2 separate regions of the Mus musculus genome follow, and region 2 is linked to region 1. A link is a contact called in public Hi-C data. All regions are on one chromosome and are shown on one strand. Each heading gives the region's core, a stretch centred on a gene start, on an enhancer-like site or on the middle of the called end of the contact. The rest is flanking DNA. Distances are from core to core; before and after follow the strand shown.

Evidence for each region. A called contact is a pair of places that touch in the nucleus more often than the background predicts.
Region 2: a contact with region 1 is called in a Hi-C map of embryonic stem cells, with 1.7 times the contacts expected there. The contact joins two enhancer-like sites. A contact is called at or near these places in 5 of 484 Hi-C or Micro-C datasets (the AtT-20 cell line, embryonic stem cells, nephron progenitors and 1 more), 6 of 115 datasets of contacts at active chromatin or transcription factors (embryonic hindbrain and embryonic stem cells) and 3 of 9 other capture datasets (adipose tissue, liver and pancreatic islet).

The regions. Positions count from the first base shown.
Region 1 is chr5:142,637,719-142,642,877 of GRCm38.p6, reverse strand. Wipi2 (WD repeat domain, phosphoinositide interacting 2) reads right to left here. Exons shown (of 12, transcript NM_178398.4): 2 at 4,594-4,676. Among named protein-coding and RNA genes, the nearest start is that of Wipi2, 11 kb to the right of the region's middle. Within about 2 kb of position 2,582, at least 41 of the 459 cell types and tissues checked have an H3K27ac peak or open chromatin away from gene starts, as enhancers often do. A contact at or near this core is called in embryonic stem cells, where this site is marked.
Region 2 is chr5:142,726,509-142,731,667 of GRCm38.p6, reverse strand. Tnrc18 (trinucleotide repeat containing 18) reads left to right here. Exons shown (of 28, transcript NM_001122730.3): 25 at 1-473; 26 at 3,591-3,827; 27 at 4,616-4,690. Among named protein-coding and RNA genes, the nearest start is that of Slc29a4, 27 kb to the right of the region's middle. Within about 2 kb of position 3,202, at least 1 of the 459 cell types and tissues checked has an H3K27ac peak or open chromatin away from gene starts, as enhancers often do. A contact at or near this core is called in embryonic stem cells, where this site is marked.

The DNA of each region.
Region 1 (5,159 bases), core at 1,333-3,832:
AGAGACTGAGTTACCACTGTTTCTCAACTAAGTTTGTGTTGCACTTTCCTTCATGCAGTGGCTTGTCTGGGTTCAGTAAAGAAAGCATGGGTTGTGCCAGATGTGCACCACAAAGGCCATGGGGGATTTGAAGCATGGGGTTGGCATGGGAACCTAGAGAGCTGGGTAGAGAGATTGTGGAGTTCTGGGTCAGAGTCTCCACAAGATAAAAACAGATTGGCCATTGCCTGCCAGTGAGTGACTGGCCAGGCGGCAGAGGCTGAGAGTTGCTGGCACTAGGGTGGGAACGTGCTGGGTTCTTTTCTAATATTTCTTGCAATACCCTCCTGGTTTCCAGGACCCTGGAATTCTAAGATGATAGCCTCAGTATCCTCCTCATTGGGTACTAGTTATCTGTCTGTTCCCCAGAGTCCCCATCTGCATGCCTGGGTTACTTCTGGGCAGCTGTCAGGAGGCACCTGCCACTCTTCTTCAACTATCAGAATAGTCTGCAAGACTTAACACCACTTCAATTTACTCACGTTAGGGCCATCCTTGACTACAAAGTTCAAGGACACCCTAGGCTGAGACTAATCTTAACACAAAGAAGAGTGGGCAAAAACCAGAGGGTTGGGGGCTAGACACCAAAAAGTGCTTGACACTAAACTGAAACCTCAGCCCTTGGAAAATAGGAATGAGAATTGAGGCTAGCATATCTCAGAAATCACAAGCAAAGCCAGATTTAGTGGACACTAACAGGGCACTAACTATCTGGGCACTAACAGGCAGATTTCTGAGTTTGAGACCAGCTCAGTCTACACAAAGAGTTCTAGCCAGAGTTACGTAGACTCTTGTCTCAACACTACCAAGGAAACCCAAATTAAGTATGAGACAGGATCGCACATACCTGAGGAAAGGTGCATAGCACCATCAACATTCGCACTGCCTTTATCACTGGTAAATGAGGCCCAGCCACCCAGGAAGTGTGTCCACAGACAGCCTGTCTCTTGTCTGTTTTGTTGCTGCAGAAGTAACCTAGCTGGGACTTCCCCCCTGATCATTCTGCCCCACCTGCTTCCAAAAATTAAAAAGCAAAAAAACAAAAACCCTATACATGCAGTTACCACACAACTGTACTCTTGGGCACTCACCTTCAAGAAATGAAAATTCACATTCATACAAAAAAACCCACTCATGGGTATTCACTGTGGCTTTACTTTTAAACAACAGTCCAGAGCTAGACTCTCTGCTCATCTTCCCATGGGTAAACAGTTAAGCTGCGAACTACTGCTCATCAACAAAAGGAGCAAAGTATCGTCACACTTGGGTCACTTCTCAGGGAGCTGTGCTGACGGAAAAGCCAATCACACACTAAGGGACGGCTCAGCTAGTAAAGCATGTCTCCCAGGGGAGAGGGCTCAAGTCTGCAGCCCCAGAGCTCACACACTTCAGAGCACCTGGGTTCCATCCCCAGCACTCACAGGACAGCTCAGAACCAGCCATAACTTCAGTTCCAGGGGATCCTGTCCATATAGGTTTGCAGGCAAAACAACCAGAAAAGACAACCTGTGCCCACACCTAACCTTCCTGTCTCCAGCAGTGATCACTGCTCCCACCCTCCTGCCTACGGCATCAAGTGCTGGAGCCTGACTGAGCTCAGCCATGCTTTGAGCCTCTTAACTGACCTAAATGAGGAAACTCAGCAGTAACCAGAGCTACAATCTGAGTAACACAACTTTTAAACTTGGTGTGCCCAGCACTCAGGAAGCTGAGGCAGATTAAAGATGGGTGGGAGAACGGAGGGAGGGAGGGAGGGAGGGAGGTTGTCAACCTGAAGGGATTTTAATTTATGTATTGGTTAATATAATTTTGATTGTTTTTCAGACAGGGTCTCACTCTGTATCCAGGCTTACAGAGAACACAGTCCTCCCAAGTACAGGGATTACAGATGGATCACTGTGCCTAACTTTAACCTAAAGATCCTTCTATACTGGCTGCTCTTAACCTGTGGGTCTCGTCCCCCTTTGGGGAGGGGTATCATAAAAACCTTTCACAGGGTAATCTAAGATCATAAGAAACACAGATATTTTACATTATCCTTCATAACAGTAGCAAAATTATGGTTACAAAGTAGCAACAAATTAATTGTTATGGTTGGGGGTCACCAAACATGAGGAACTGTACTAAAGGGCTACAGCATTAGGAAGGGTGAGAACCACTGCTCTAGGTGAGAAGAGTTTTATCTGGGTCATGGTAAACAGCCAGGTAGCCCCAGCCTATAAAAGGAGCTTCTTGCCCCCTCCTCGCTCTCTTACCTCTTATTCTCTTATTCTTGCTCCCTTGTTCTCCCTCTCCACCTTTCCTTCTACCCTCTCTCCATGTGGCCATGGCCAGCCTCTCTGCTTCTCTTCTTTCTTTCCCTCCTTCCCCCCCAACCCCCAGCCTTTTTACAATAAAGGTCTTAAAACCATGGACTGCCTCTTCTCATCAGGACCCACCATGCTGGAGCAAAGGTCTTCCCCTAACCTCCCGCCAGAGGCCTCCCTGTACTCCAACCACAGCCGCCAGCCAAAGCAAGCAGCCTGCTGAGCTAGCCAGACTGTCTCCTCCCCATGGTAACCTGACAGAGCTCTCTCCTCCTACCCTTTTCCCTTTGCCCCAGGACCAGAGTACGCCCAAGGGTCCCCACCCATTCTCAGCTCTTCCACAACATACAGTGGAGTCTGGAATGTCAGAGAGTGAGAACCTGTTGTCCCTGGCCTCTATGTAGCCCAGGAACCCCAGAACCAGCTCTTCGAGGGTGCCCGACTCTGGCAGGTCCACGGGGACCACAGACTATGTGCCTTCCTCACCCCCAGAGCGGGATCCCACAGCTCCTCACAGTCCAATGCCCGCCTGGGGTCCATGCAATCAAACTCTCCATGTCCAGCCTTGCTCAGCAGCCCTAGCCTTGAGTGGATGCGGGACCCAGTTTTTGTCCCACAGCCCTATGCAAAGAGCAGTATTTTTATTCATTCAGCCATATGTTCAGTAAGGGCCTTTCCAACCTTTTTTTGTTGTTGTTTGTTTGTTTTTCAAGACAGGGTTTCTCTGTGTAGCCCTGGCTGTCCTGGAACTCACTCTGTAGATCAGGCTGGCCTCAAACTCAGAAATCTACCTGCCTCGGTCTGCCAAGTGCTGGGATTAAAGGTGTGTGCCACCATTGCCTGGCCCTCTCCATCTTTTTTTTGTTTTGTTTTGTTTTTCGAGACAGGGTTTCTCTATAGCCCTGGCTGTCCTGGAACTCACTTTGTAGACCAGGCTGGCCTTCGAACTCAGAAATCCACCTGCCTCTGCCTCCCGAGTGCTGGGATTAAAAGCATGCGCCGCCACGCCCGGCTCCTCTCCATCTTTTTAATACTTTAAAAGTATTAAAGCAGGCAAGATGGCTCACTGGGTGAAAAGTGCCTGCTACCAGAGCCAAGTTTGACCTGGGACCCAAACAGAGGGAAGAAAAAACAGACTCCTTTAACTTGTCCTCTAACCTTCATGCTTGTGTGGAGACGCATGTGCATATTTGAGGTTACACACCAAATAAATAAAATGTAGTAAGAAAAACTGTCATTTAATAATGTCTAGGGATTAGGGACCTCTCAGTAGGTAAAGTAGTTGCCAGGCAAGCAAGAGGCTCTGTCAGCTCCCCAGACCCATGTAAAAAGCTGGGTGCCTTAGCTCGTGTCTAACTCCAGCGTGGGGAGGCAGACAGGCAGAACCTTGGAGCTCACGACCATCCAGTCTAGCTCTGTGAGCAAACTCTAGGTTCAGTGAGAAACCCTGCCTGGAAATAACAACAACAAAAACAAAGCAAAAGTGTGCAGAGTATTTGAGAAAGACTGCTTGTCGCCTCTGGCCTCTACACCCCCACAGCACTCTAAAAAATATTCTAATTTATTTCATTTATGTGTATGAGTGTTCACTTGCACTTGTATGAGTGTGTACAATGCCTGGTGTCTACACATGTCAGAAGTGGGCGTCAGATCTCCTGTATCGGAGTCACAGATGGTTGAGAGCTACCATTCAGGTTCTGGGAACTAAATCCAGGTCATCTGAAAGAGCCAACAAGTGCTCTGAACCTCTCTAGCCCCAAATGATGTGTTTTATGGTCATTAACTTCCAGTCCTGACCACAGTCCTACGGAGAGCCATTACTTCTTTTTCAGAAGGCCCATATTGTGACTCTTCTGCTGTCCCAATACACAGACCACCATCAAAAAATGACCAAAGGAAAGCATTTCCATGGGGCTGGAACAGTTCTGTTTTCTAGGACCGCTTTATGACAGTAATGCAGTCTAAATGGTATTGGTGGGGTGAGAAATGACAGATTTTATATGGTGCAATGCCAGGCCCTGGAAGCCCAAACACATAGCCCTAAGTGTGCACTTTTATACACAAATACCCAGAGATCTACAAGACGACCCAGATGGTCAGGCCTGGCTACGAGGTCCTGGGGTGGAACAGGACTGGCCCAGGACTATGTGGACTTGACCTGCCCGGTGTTGGGAGGAGAAGACTGCATTTCAATTCTCTATCAACAGGTCTACTTAGTTTAACAAGGGGAAATAAAGCAAGCACTTACTGCATTCATAGATCTGTTCCAGCTTATCCACAGAAGAAAGGGAGAAAAACTTATACCCGGACTTACTACCAACAGCTAGGGACCTGCAAAAAAGCCAAATTCAGAAGTAAGAGCTGATGCACATACACAGCAATCATGCATAACCAGTGCCCACGTCACCCACCAGTCACCAGGGTTTCTACCGCCAGCACCGTCTGATAAGGGATTTGGCATAGGATGCTATAGGCCAGAATTCTGTAAAGCATATGGCATAGCCATTGAGACAGGGGTCTTATCACAACTGCACAGTACAGGCTAGTTGGCCTGCAAGCATCCAGGAATACTCCTCTGTCACCTCCCTTCCGACCTTAGGAGGATGGGCCATGCCTGGCTTGACATGTGTTCACGGTATCTGAACTCTCCCTCATACTTGTATAGCATGTTTTTTTACCCTCTGAGCCATCTCCCCAGCCCCAAATGGCCCTTCATTTCATGTATGTGTGTATGAAGGTACCCAGTTGTAGACCTTAAATATATTCAAGTTTGTCAGTTACCCTCCCCGCCATAAAGCCTGGGGAAAGATTAAA
Region 2 (5,159 bases), core at 1,953-4,452, 88 kb before region 1:
CTTCCTCCTCCTCTTCTTCCTCCTCCTCTTCCTCCTCCTCTTCCTCCTCTTCTTCCTCTTCCTCCTCTTCCTCCTCTTCCTCTTCTACCACAGACGAGGACTCTTCTTGCAGCTCAGATGAGGAAGCAGCCCCTGCACCCGCCGCTGGTCCCTCTACCCAGCCAGCGCTCCCCACGAAGGTATCCAAGCCACCTAGCAAGGCACGTTCCTCAGCCCACTCCCCAGGCAAGAAGGCACCCACCACCACCCAGCCACCGCCCCAGCCCCCACCCCAGCCCCAGCAGACTCTTCAGCCCAAGACCCAGGCTGGGGCTGGGGCCAAGAGCCGACCCAAGAAGAGAGAAGGCGTACACCTGCCTACCACCAAGGAGCTGGCCAAGCGGCAGCGGCTGCCGTCTGTGGAGAACAGGCCTAAGATCGCGGCCTTCTTACCTGCCCGGCAGCTTTGGAAGTGGTTTGGCAAGCCCACCCAGGTAAAGTTCCTAGAAGGGAATCATGGGGGTGAGGGGGTCCTGAGTTCCAGAAGGAGCACCCTGGATTCCAGAATTCACTTTAACCCAGAGTCCACGTCTTGTACAGAGTGGCCCTGCCCTCATATTTCACAGCCTTCATTTTGAAGCTGAGTGTGAACCCTGCAGGGACCCACACAGGCTCTCCTATGATGCTCAAGCCAGAGAAAGAGACCTTTCCAAACCCCTCAGCAGCCAGCATGCTTGTCATATCACCCCGCCTTTGAACCTCAAGTTCTGAACCCTGAAGCAGCAAATGACCAGAGTGAACACCTTTCCCCGGCTCGCACCCTACGTAGACTCTAAAGCAAGCAACCTCTGTGTTGCGGGTTGGGGGTCATAACTCTTCCCTGACAGTTGGCGACGGTCTTCCAGAAGCCAGTTCTAAGCACCCCCAACCCACTATCATCATCTATCAACCTACATATGCAAAAGGTCCATACACGTGCACACACCTGCTCGTGCATACTGGCACCAAGTGCTCACACGGATGCACATTCAGGCACACATGTGCATGCACGGGTGCTATTATGAATTGAACAGTGCTGACTCCCGTCCCACCCCCCACCAACCACACACTGCCATGTTTTGAATACTCCATCCACGGTAGTGGCGCCATGCTGGAAGTTGTAGAAACTTGTGGAAAGTGGTCCCTGGCACAGTGGGTCCCCGAGGATGTGGTTGTTATTGCTGACCACTTCCTGTCTTCCTGTTCAACTGAGACATGAACAGCTGCCACATTCTCTCCTCGCCAGCGGTTTTACCCAAGCACATCGCATCAAATAACCCTGAAGTAGACCTTCGGAAAGCATGAGCCAAAATACGTCATCCCTCCTTTTTAAAGTTTTCTTGCTTGGAAAGGCGGTGGCGCACACCTTTAATCCCAGCACTTGGGAGGGAGGCAGAGGCAGCTGGATCTTTGAGTTGGAGGCCAGCCTGATCTACAGAGCCAGTTCTAGGACAGTCAGGGCTACGCAGAGAAACCCTGTCTCAAAATAACAACAAAACAAAGTCTTTCTTCTTTTTTTTGTTTAATCTATCAGGTATGTGGGTAGCAGTGGGGAAAGTGATTATAAATGGAGCACGGGGATGTGAACCCATGACATAGGACTACACTGGAATACAGTCATACATGTTCACCTACACATACATGCAGTATACATGGGACAAGGTACTCATGGATACACTTCCGGTGAGGGTATTGCCAGGAGCTATTCTGGAAGCTTCCATGTCCACCCATGCCTGTGGGTGGAGAGATTCAGAGCCCAGTGTGTTGCCCAGGTTCCCTTCCCTCACAGTAACAACATTCCCTCTGTATAGCTGAGGACGAACTTGAATGCCTGATCCTCCTGCATACTGGGGTTACAGCCACGTACTACCATTTCCACATGGTGACATCCTGAGGATGGAAGCCGGGGCTCCCTGCATGCTGCCTGAGCCGAGCACCAGTCCTAGACACCATTGCTCTAGTCTCCTGTGAAGCGCTGGGTGTCCTAGTGAGGAAGCCATCCAGGAATAAACTGCTCATAGCATGTCCGGCAGGCAGCAAAGAAAAAGGGGAGCGTCCTAGGCCTTGAACTCCCTTGAGGGTGTTCCTTGATGACCTACTGACCTCACAAGTCCCACCCTTCTGCTTCCTCACTTCTTCCCAGTAACTCCATCCTGGATAGCCAAGACCTACACCAGAGCCTCTGGGAACAGGCAGTAACTGAGCCTTAGTAGCCAGGCTCACCTGTAGGGTTTCCCTATTCACAGGCCCTTCCTGGACTTGCTCTTAGCCTCCCCGTGCCTAGGCCAGCGTCCCCTGGCTGTGTGTCCAGCTCTGTCGGGTGTCCCTAGCAGTTGGAACCCCTTTTCTGCCCAGTTGTGCTACTTCAGCAGATAGGAGTTGGGGATTAATAGGGATAGTTTGGGGGTACCTGGTGGCCTCCCTCAGTGTTTGAGGACACCCTGGCTCATGTGTGTCATCAGCTCCTAAGTTCAGTGAGGCTGGAGAGGTGGGCGTTCAGTGATATCAGAGTCAGGGGCCATTTTCTTTACCGCCCCCCCCCCCATTTTCAGTGGCATATTGAGGAGTTCCAGGTTCAGTGAGAGAGCCTGTGACACATGTCCTTAATTCCAGCATTCAGCAGACAAAAGCAGGCTTACCTCTGTGAGTTTGAGGCCAGCCTGGTTGGCCTACATAGTGAGTTCCAGGACAGCCAGGGCTACATCATGATGCTCTGTCTCCAAGAAAGAAGGAAGGCCCAAAGGGCTGGAGAAATGGCTCAGAAATTACTAAAGCACTGAGCCAGGGTTTGAATCCCAGCACCTACATTGGTGGCTCACCAAGGCCGGTAAACTTTAGTTCCAAAGGCTCTGAAACCTTTCTCCTTTCTCCTGCCTCTGTGGGCATCTACACACTCAGAAGCACATGCACAAAGACACACACAATGGGTGGATGGAGAGAATAAAGGAAGATCCCTCTGCCTGCCGCATACATGCACCTGCACACGTGTAATCTGCATGCACATATATGCATGTGTACGTGTACACAAACACGTACACTCCCCCTTGTTGCTAGGAGAAACTACGTGAGATGATCAGCTTGTGAAAAGGAAAGGTTGGTTTTGGCTCATTGTCTCCACCCACCACGAGCTGGTTCCGGCTCCATCGTGCTGGTTCCGGTTCCATTGCGCTGGTTCCGGCTCCATCGCGCCCGCCCGAGAGGGCTCAACTAATGCAGGAGCACAGAAGCTACTCTTGACTGGCAGGAGATAGAGAGGAAAGAGCAGAGGCCTGGTAGCTCCTTTTAAGACCGCACCTCCTGTTACCTGCTAACTCTTGTCAGACACTAGCTCTAAACTGTGTTCCACTCCCGCAGTAGCGCCTTAAGTGTGAACTCAAGGGTAGGCGGGAGCGCTTCCAAACTGAAGCTAAGGCACCCCTTCCATGCAGACCCCGAGGGTTCATGGCGGGTGACTCAGGTCCAGGGATCGGGGATCCAGATCTGCCCAGACCGCCTGGTGGGGTGTCTTGCCTTTGGCTCTGTGGCTTCGGGTACAGTGCTGGGCTCTAGCTGTGGTTTTTCACGTCCCGCAGCGGCGAGGCATGAAAGGCAAGGCTCGCAAGCTCTTCTACAAGGCCATCGTCCGAGGCAAGGAGATGATCCGAATCGGTGACTGCGCAGTCTTCCTGTCAGCCGGCCGCCCCAACCTGCCCTATATTGGCCGGATCCAGAGCATGTGGGAGTCCTGGGGCAACAATATGGTGGTTCGTGTCAAGTGGTTCTACCATCCGGAGGAGACCAGCCCGGGCAAGCAGTTCCATGAGGGCCAGGTGAGTGTCCCTGATGGGAACTGAAAGAGTCCCTGGTGTGTAAAGGTAGACCCATGGTGTTTCATTTCTGTTGATGCTAAAATACCCTGCCGGAAAGCAGGAGTAAGGATTTTCTTTTAGCTGACAGTTCTTTGTTATAGACCAGACAGACAGACAGATAGATCAGCTCTGTGGGGAGTCACAGTGGCAGGAGCATGAGGCAGCATGACTGTTGACAGTCAGGAGCAGAGAGAACGAACGCATTCATGCTTAGTGCTCAGCTTGCTTCCTCTACTCCTGTAGTCCAAGGTTCCCTGTGCAGGGAATAGAACCGCCCACAGTGGACTAGGTCTTAATTAACAAAATCAATATAATCCCCATCAGATGTACCCACAACCCAGTCCGACTTAGTGCCTGATTGAGACTCTTCCCAGATAAGTCTAGGTAGAATCAAATTGGCAATTAAAAACCATTACACCGGGCTGGAGAGATGGCTCAGCGGTTAAGAGCACTGACTGCTCTCCCGAAGGTCCTGAGTTCAATTCCCAGCAACCACATGGTGGCTCACAACCATCTGTAATGGGATCTGATACCCTCTTCTGGGGTGTCTGAAAACAGCTACAGTGTACTTTCATATAACAAATAAATAAATCTTAAAAAAAAAAAAACATTACTCCATTTGTGGCTGGGCATGCTGTGGCCCTACCCGTGGAAAGGCTGAGTAGTCCAGGGAGTTTGTGCAGTGGGCCTGGAATCTCAGATGGGAGGAAAACAAGGCTAAGACTTCCTCTTATCCCTCCCTCCCCCAGCACTGGGACCAGAAGTCAGGGCATAGCCTCCCTGCAGCCCTGCGGGCCTCCAGCCAGAGGAAGGACTTCATGGAGGTAAGACGCAGCAGTGGGCTCTTGGTGCTGGCTGAGGGCAAGCTCCGTCCAGATGGGGTGGGCCTCGAGCTTTCTGCTCTGCCCCTCCTAGCCTCCCTTCCTCTCTCCCTCCCTCCCTGCCTCCCCCATCCCTCTCTCTCATCTGTGGCTCTGGGCTGCTGGAGTCCCTGTCTCTGTCCCATCTGCTCACTGAATCTGCCTTTGTCCTGGCGTCTCCTCGTCTCCTAGTGCCCCTTTCCTTTCTGTGTCTTGCTCTGGCATTTGCAGGCATATCTGTTTGTCTCTTCTTCTGTTGTTTCTTTTACTTTTCTTTCCTGTATACACACACACACACACACACACTTTGGTACCTGGGTGGCAAGTGTGCATGCAGGTGTGGGTAGAGGTTCACTGTCACTATTGGGAGACTTCCTGACACCAAACCCAAAGCTCACTGATACAGCTGGTCTTACTAGCCAGCTTGCTCCAA